Regions from separate parts of the Mus musculus genome. Here region 1 is linked to region 2. The links are chromatin contacts, called in public HiChIP or PLAC-seq maps. All regions are on one chromosome and are shown on one strand. Each heading gives the region's core, a stretch centred on a gene start, on an enhancer-like site or on the middle of the called end of the contact. The rest is flanking DNA. Distances are from core to core; before and after follow the strand shown.

Region 1 (4,292 bases), core at 162-2,661, 170 kb after region 2:
AAATTTTTTTCAGATATTATTCAGGTTTAATATACTTCTACATGTGTGTTAACCAGGTGAGCATTCTCTTTGCAAAGTGTCAACTCAAGTCTTATTCACATTTTTCTTCTTTTTAAAGTAATTATATACTTTGCATCCAATAAGCCTTTGGCTTTATTTCTTGAAGAATTTTTTTCTTCTCACACTGTTTTCTGATGAACAAAAATGAATATTAATGTCATCAATTTTTTAATCTTTTTCATTTTTCATTGTGCCTGAGATGGGGATGATTCAGGGGGTAAAGTATTTGCTATGCAAGTTTGAGGATGGAGTTTGTATCTCCATCATTCACAGTTAAAAAAGCCTGGTGGTATCCAGATGTGAAGGTGCATATCCTTAATCCTCCATACTTGAGAGGCAGAAATCTGGGTTTTAGGCCAGCCAAGGCTATATAGTGATATGAAATCCTGTCTCAAACCCAAAAAGAAAAGGCGAAAAAAAAAAAGCCTGGTGGGTGTAATCCCAGCTTCTAGGAGGTGGATATGGGAACCATTTGGGCAATCTGACTAGTCAAACTAGCCAAAATAGCTCTAGACTCAGCAATAAGTAATAAATTTGGTTGATTTTGATCTAAGAAGACAACAGACAACATAATCCACCTCTTGCTGCCTTTCACCTATGCATACATGGATTAAAAACACAACACACTATAATCGTGCAAAAAAAGGTCTTTTCCTACTCAAGTTTTCATCTGTATTATGTTTTAAAAGATTTATTGTTGAGACATTTGATCTGATGACTGATGTTTGGTTTCTATTTCTTTAGAGTCATTTTTCACTGGTCAGAACTGTAGAAATAATGAGGAGGTAACACTGATACGCAAAGCTGATTTGGAGAACCATAATAAAGATGGTGGCTTCTGGACTGTAATTGATGGAAAAGTATATGGTATAAAAGACTTTCAGACACAATCCTTAACAGGAAATAGTATACTGGGTAAGGCTTTTTTACTTTTTATTCCATTGTTAAAAATTGCATTATGTGTGATTTTAAGTAAAGTCCACAGTTTATGAATAAGTTGTTAAATTTAGCCCCAGGTTTAACAAAATCTGGGACTTTGGTTCTGGCTTCACAACAAGTTTAGGTTCAAGTTGAAGAATTTCTCATCATCAAGCTTTTCTTCCTGTTGTTTTTTTATTTTTTGAGATAAGAGTTTTCTCCGTGTAGCTCTTGGCTGTCTTGGAATCTTGTAGACCAGGCTGGCCTTGCACTCAGAGATCTGCCTGTCTCTTTTTCCCCAAGTACTTTGTAGAACTTGAGTTGCCCGAGGCAAGCGTGGGAGAGTGGCAGATTCTTCCGAGACAGCGACCCAGACTCACTTCCTGTCTTCTGTCTATGAACTAGAGCTGTGCAAGCTGCACTGAACTCATACTGCTCTTCCCCTTTTTGTTTTAGCTCAGTTTGCAGGGGAAGATCCAGTGGTCGCTCTGGAGGCAGCTTTGCAGTTTGAAGACACACAGGAATCCATGCATGCCTTCTGTGTTGGCCAGTATTTGGAGGTGAGGCTGTGGGCCTGCTTTGTGTGAAATAGAGGAGGTGCCCTTCTTAAGTGCCTGTTATGGTATGACTTTTTACTTAGTTATACTAATAGTTGGACATAAAATATTTATGTTGGCTTAGGATTTTTTGACAAATAAATTTGCATTTTATGTGTTAAGGTTTATTATATACAAGTTTGAAGAGTTAACAACATGCCAGAAATAGAGAAATGTTCAAAAAAAAAGAAAAGAAAAGACATTAAAGTTTGTCCTTACAGTTCGTTTGTCAATTTAGAATCTTTCCCCCAGGGTTCTCCTCTTATGCTCCAGAGCTGTTATTTGTTTTCTCCTGTTTGCTCTCTAGTGTTTTATATGCAGTTTGTTGGTTGCTATAACATAAACTCATTATGGGATGTGCTAACAAATACATTTTTGTTCTGATCGTGATAGACAATCTTAGGCACATAAGCTGCTGGGGTTTTTTTGATGTTGTAATTTTAATTAATTTTGTTTTCTGAACCAACAAATTAATTTTTCCAGCCTGACCAAGAAGTTGTTACCATACCAGATCTTGGAAGTTTGTCTTCACCACTGATTGACACAGAGAGGAACCTGGGCCTACTTCTTGGATTGCATGCTTCTTATTTAGCAATGAGCACACCACTATCTCCTGTGGAGGTTGAATGCGCCAGTAAGAACAAATTTATTTTTTGTTAACCAGTTTTACCAGTTTTATGGTACAGTACTTTGGACAGAAATGCCTAATGGGAAGAACATGCCAAGGAGGGCAGGAACCTTTAGAGTGGATGTCTGGAGACAGCAAGCTGGCCTCCATGCCTGCTAAGTTGCCTGTGAACTAGACTGTATTACTTGTATTCCTCCCTGAAACTTGTCATACATAGTAATGGAGGATGAGTTTCACATAAGTCAGCAAAGGAGGAGCTTGAAGACTCTAGGGTTAGATGAATGAAAGGCACTGTGCAATTCAGCTCAGAAGCTTGTCTTTGGGGGATAAAAGGTGCTTGCTAATTCTTTCTATAGCACAAGGTGATTAGGGCACCTCAGCTTGTGTTTTAGAAGAATTGATACAGCCATTTGTGAAAGTTCCCTAGCACTTCAAATCTAGATATCCAATAAGAGCACTGAAAGCATCCCAAATTTGATTGCTGGAGTGATTAGCAGATTAGATTAGATTTACTAATAAATTAGGTCCTCAGTGAAAGCCTGCAGTAATGTTCCTGCTACTAATTTTCTAGTGGGGTTTCCTTCAGTGAGACATAAGCAGCTATAATTAATACTCCTAACTCCCACAACAAAAGGTATATATATTCCTGTCAGACTTACCTGATCCTGCATCTTACATGCTACAGTACACACAGCTCTCCTTTCCAGTCTTTTGCTTTCCTATTAGTAAGATTTTTTTTTTTGATGATGATTGTGGGTTTGTTAAAATATTGTCTTGTTTCTTTAGTTTTATGAACAATCCAGATTGAAGATGGTTTTTATAGAAACTTTTCAGGCATGCTGTCTCTTGTCCGCATGCTCAGTATCTTTGTCTTATTCTAGAACTCAGAATGCTCAGTTGTCACTTCCTCTTCCTTTAGCACAGTGGTGATTTTCTGCCTTCATGCCCTTGATATGCCTCTGCTGTCTTCCCTTCACAACTGGAGTTGAGTGCTGAGCTCTGTAAGGGGAGCTTTTGTTGTGGTACCCGAGTCTTCAGATGGTGTGTTCCCTTAACAGATCCTAAGTAAATCCAAGTAGCGTGACTCACAGGCCCATTCGGCTACATTATGCCTGGTAAATGAGATCAGCTGGTAATACAGAAAGTCTGAGTGTGATTGAAGAGGGAACTTTGGGCTTTTGTAGAAATTGTTCTCTCTACAACTAATCAGGATCCTCTAGGTACTATATTTCTTCCTTGGGCACAGCCACAGTGACCTACCTCTGAGGGCCTCCCACTGGGCTCACATCTTAGAGGTCTCATCATATCCTAGCATCAAAATATTGGGGACCAAGCTCCCAATGTATGAATCCTTTGGGGACATGTTGAAGCCGTCTCCAAATCAGACCACAGAGACTTGTGAGCCTGCACTGGGTTCTAGTATCATGCATTTTAGTTCTATCCCTGTTGTCAGATAAAACACCTTGGCACAGCCTTGAGGATAAGAAAAGGCTTATTGGCTTACAATTGCAGGTTACAGTCCATCATTGTAGGAAGTCAAGGCAAGAACTTGAAATAGCTAATCACTCACACAGTTGAAAGCAGAGAGAAAATGAATACATTTATGCTTACTACACAGCTCACTGTCTGCAATTTCAGTTCAGTAGCCAAATCCTGAGAATGGTGTCCCTCATGAGCCTAGGTCTTCCCAGGTCACTAGATGCACTGAAGGCAATCTGCCACAAATGTTCAAGGATCCATCTCGTCTAGACAGTCTCTTATAGGAAGTCTCTTCTCAAGGGATTCTAATTCTACATTTTGTCAGGATGTTGGTTTGTTCAAACTAACCGTCACATCATCCTTAGGTGTATCACACAATCACAAACTTGTGGTATAGAGAATGTGAGGGTGTTAGGAACTTAACAATGCTGCTGAATTTCATTTTTGAAATTGAGTATTCAGTTCAGGATTTTATCTTATTTTTCCTGTGTGTTTATTTCTGAAGAGTTTATTTCAGTTTCTCTGCAATGAATACTTATACATTTTCTAGAGTGGCTGCAGTCATCGATTTTTTCTGGGGGTCTGCAGACCAGCCAGATTCACTACAGCTA
Region 2 (3,987 bases), core at 183-2,682:
TTTCTTGTGTGTGCACACCTAGTAGTGGTATTTCCCGTATCTGTGAAAAACTAAAGAAAACAACATTATCAGTCATTCTCCACCTTATTTTTCCTGATGGGGCCTCTCAATCAACCTAAAGTTTACTGACTCAACAAGACAAGCTAGACAAGAGGTGGGCAGGAACCTCCGGGCAGTGGTGGCGCATGCCATTAATCCCAGCACTAGGGAGGCAGAGGAGGCCAGCCTGGTCTACAGAGTGAGTTCCAGGACAGCCAGGACTACACAGAGAAACCCTGTCTCTATAAAAATCAAAACAAAAAACAACCAAACAACCAAACAAAAAAATACTACAGAACCTAATCTCCGATCTAACTTAGCAATACTGTTAGAAATTAAAATTTTAACTTACATGTAAGTTTAATATGGTCTTTCTTTTAAAAAACAGAGATGATTTATTCATTCTCATTTTCTTGGAAACGCTATCCTTTATTCCCATTTAAAGTATTTAACCACGGCAGAGTAGTTCCACCCTGGAAAGAAGAAAATATGGAAGTAGGTGAAAGGACAGAAAATTACTAAATACTTAGATATATAGTTACTGGCCTTCCTGTTCTTTCACTTAGTAAGTACTGTAAGAGCTTCTACATACAGCTTACTGGAATGAAAAACGTCAAATCTCAGACTTCCTCTTTTAACTTTAAAAATAATTAATATGGTATCAAACGGGCACATGATATAGAATCTAAAGAAACTGCACTCAAGACCACTCCTAAACTAAATGCCTTGCCATTATCGTAGAGAAATCAAAGAAGCAGGAACCCCAAACCCTGCATTTTGTGTAAACCCTATTAAGTGCCAGGGAACTGAGTCAAGCAAGCTCAAAACGTTACAGCAAGCCGAAACCATCTTCTGAAAACTCACGAAGGCAAATAAAACTGATATGCAGAACTTAACGAGTACGCGACCGGACAGGGCCAACCAGCCAGACTTCTGCCGGATTGAATGGCAATCAATCCGACTCACTGCGGATCACCAGGGAAGCTGCGTCCACCCCAGAACACGCGAAAAAGCAAGTCGCCCCGGGGCCCTTCTCCGACCTCAGGCGGCCGACACAGCCCGCAGCTCCGCCCTGGAGCTCGCTTACAGGAAGTAGCTACCTTAGGGCCGTCGCAGGCCGGCGGGCGACTCGGCTCCCTCCGGGACGCGACCCCGGTGCCCGCTCAGACCCCCACGCAGGCAGCTCGCTCCTGCGCGCACACAGCCACCGTCTCCGGCGACGTCCCGCGGGAAGTTCGTGCATCCGAGACTGCAGTGAGCGCCGCCTCCTCCATGGGAGAGCCGAGAGGAGCCTACCTCGGACAGCCTTCGGCCGCACCGCGGCCAGCACCAGAAGAGCCGCCGAGAACCTGCCGGGAAACCTGGGCGCAGACTAGTGACGTAAACCGCGCGCGCTGGGCAGGCACAGCTCAGGCCCCGCCTCCGCAAGGCTCTTCGCCCCGCCCTGACAGCGAGCCGGAGGAGCCGTACCTTCTAAGGTCATCTTTGCTCACCTACTCATCAAAAATCCAGCCCTGTTATTTAAAATCCGATTTCCTGGGAGTCTTCACGTGGGACCTTTGGGATGGAGGAGGTGGGTTTGACCGCAAAGGGCGGAAGTGGGCGGGACAAGGAGGCAGGTTTCCAGGGAAGAGACAGTAAAGCTTGTGGAGGAGGACCTTGTGATTTGGACAAGAGATCTTTTCCACGAGATGCACAGGAAACAAAGTAATAGCTTTTTCTCGGCTGCTTTTGCTTTGAAAAGACCATTGAAGGCTGCTGAAAATCCTTGTTTACAGGATATGTTACTCCAAGAACATTTGTTTGGGTGTGTTTGGGAGGGAGATCCTTGTAAAATGAATTATACATTTATTGAAACATTAAAAACAGCACTGTAGTTTTCCTATCTCCTATGCTAATGCTTTGGACGTGATGGTCTAAAACATTGAGGGAGTGGCTAAGTAGCTAATTTAAAAGCTACTCTGCTGTGAACTTGACAACCAGATACCCAAGTGTCTTAGAACTGGCTCTTGAGGACTTATTTTGCTCAATTTTTAGGGTAGGCTAATTTCTAGATGACATGCAAGTGGGACTTTGATGATCAGGTAAATACAGAATGACTCCAATTTTTCCACCTTTCCATGTGTCCACAAATTTTACAGTACCTGCATCTCCACTCTCCCTGAATCTGCATTGGCTGGGGGAATGGTATTGAGCAAAGAAAAATGCAATGAAACTTGATAAGAAGCCCGGACTGGTGGGCAGGAGGGAATAATGGAGAACAAATGTAGTACAATGTAGACCAGGAACAAAGCCACCATACTGACTTCCTTCCTGGCTAACTCAGAATTGCTGGCAAGGGTCAGGTTGGTTCACATCAGCAAAACTGCCCCACTGACCCATCGGCCTAAAAGAAAGAATAAGTGATTGCCACCTCATTTTGGTTTAAATTGATAGGCAGCAATAACTTAACTGATAAAGATGGCAACAGACATCTCCAAAGACCTGTTGATTATCATAAAGGCACTGGTTGGTTCATTTGAACAGGTGTGTGCCGTATGTGGGATCAGCATTGTAATTTAACCGTGGTAGAGAATTATCTTGTGGCACCTCCCTCTCCCTTCCCTTCCTCCTTCTCACTCCCTCCTCCCCATTGTCCTAAACATCCAAGGTACAGATCCTTCTCATCCATCTGCTTTCATCATTACAATCCTTTAGCTACTGTCACACTCATTATCTGGTCCTCCAAGCCAGTACTCACATCACACAGTGGAGTGAGTGTGGTGTGTGTGTGTGTGTATGTGTGTGTGTGTGTGTGAGTGCCTATTTAGTATGCTGCGGGCTCCTTAAATGCGCAAATCATTTTTCTAAGTCATAATGTTCCATATCTAATATTGTGTGACTGTTCAAGCAGTGATCATGGGTACCTTTAAAGTTTTAAAATCTAATTTTTGTAGGCCCTTAGGAGACAGAAACAGCAGGATTGCCACAAATTGAAGACTAGCCTGAGCTACATACACATTTTCAGGGAAGCTTGGTTACAGCGTGAGACATTGTTTCCAAAGGAAAACAAAACAAAAGAAAAGTTAAATAATATTGTAATTCTCATATGTTCCTGATGGAATTTAAACTAGCACAACCTTGGGAAATGGACTGACAGCTTCTACAAAAGTTGAATATAGTTAAACATGGTAGCAGATACCTTTAATTCCAGCACTTAGAAGGCAGAGTTCAACCCAGTCTGGTCTACACAGGAAGTTCCAGGACAGATAGGGCTATATAGACAGATGGTGTCTCAAAAAAAAAAAAAAAGCTAAACATACTACAACCATATGACCCAACTGTTTAAGTTATCTATCAAAAAGAAATGAAAACATTCATATAAGCATGAGAGAAATTGTAAATAAATATTCTATAGCTACAGCGGTTATATTTGCAATGACAACAAGCACACCTGTACACATCGCAAATAGCCTAATGTGAGTGGGAAACTAGCCAGTAATAAAACGAAGTGAACTACTGATAGATGCTATAAAATGACTGAGTCTCTGAGAAGTGAAAGCCAGCCTCTCCTTGTACATAAAATATCTGGCTAAGAGAATTAAAAGGAAATGGGAGCTGGAGAGAGGGCTCAGCTGGTAAGAACACTGGCTGCTCTTCCATAAGACCAGGGTTCGATTCCCAGCACCCACATGGCAGCTCACCAGTGTAACTCTAGTTCCAGAGGATCTGGCACCCTTGCACAGACAAACATGCAGGCAAACACATCAATGCACATAAATAATAATAAATCTTGGAAAAGAAAATCTAGGGACTAGGAAGTAGCACATAGTGACAAAAAGTGATGGTGTGGGCACGGAGGGGCAAGAAAAGCAGGTTTCAAGGACCCAAAGGAAACTGGCATAACGACTGTTTTCAGTTTTGTTCCTGATGTGACTTTCATCACATACACTGCATGATATGCTTGTG

Evidence for each region. HiChIP or PLAC-seq counts read pairs in DNA pulled down with a chosen protein or histone mark.
Region 1: an H3K4me3 HiChIP or PLAC-seq map of bone marrow-derived macrophages shows a contact between it and region 2, with 2.2 times the contacts expected there. The contact joins the enhancer-like site here to the promoter of Nipa2 in region 2. A contact is called at or near these places in 6 of 39 promoter capture datasets (the C10 cell line, the HPC-7 cell line, hematopoietic stem and progenitor cells and 2 more), 1 of 484 Hi-C or Micro-C datasets (the HPC-7 cell line), 3 of 115 datasets of contacts at active chromatin or transcription factors (bone marrow-derived macrophages, embryonic stem cells and microglia) and 2 of 9 other capture datasets (adipose tissue and liver).

What each region holds. Positions count from the first base shown.
Region 1 is chr7:56,130,365-56,134,656 of GRCm38.p6, forward strand. Herc2 (HECT and RLD domain containing E3 ubiquitin protein ligase 2) reads left to right here. Exons shown (of 93, transcript NM_010418.2): 24 at 805-975; 25 at 1,435-1,538; 26 at 2,058-2,208; 27 at 4,232-4,292. Among named protein-coding and RNA genes, the nearest start is that of Herc2, 82 kb to the left of the region's middle. Within about 2 kb of position 1,412, at least 27 of the 459 cell types and tissues checked have an H3K27ac peak or open chromatin away from gene starts, as enhancers often do. A contact at or near this core is called in the HPC-7 cell line, bone marrow-derived macrophages and microglia, where this site is marked.
Region 2 is chr7:55,961,061-55,965,047 of GRCm38.p6, forward strand. Nipa2 (non imprinted in Prader-Willi/Angelman syndrome 2 homolog (human)) reads right to left here and starts at 1,433. Exons shown (of 7, transcript NM_001256130.1): 1 at 1,140-1,433; 2 at 392-512. A230056P14Rik (RIKEN cDNA A230056P14 gene) reads left to right here and starts at 1,471. Exons shown (of 6, transcript NR_015495.2): 1 at 1,471-1,612.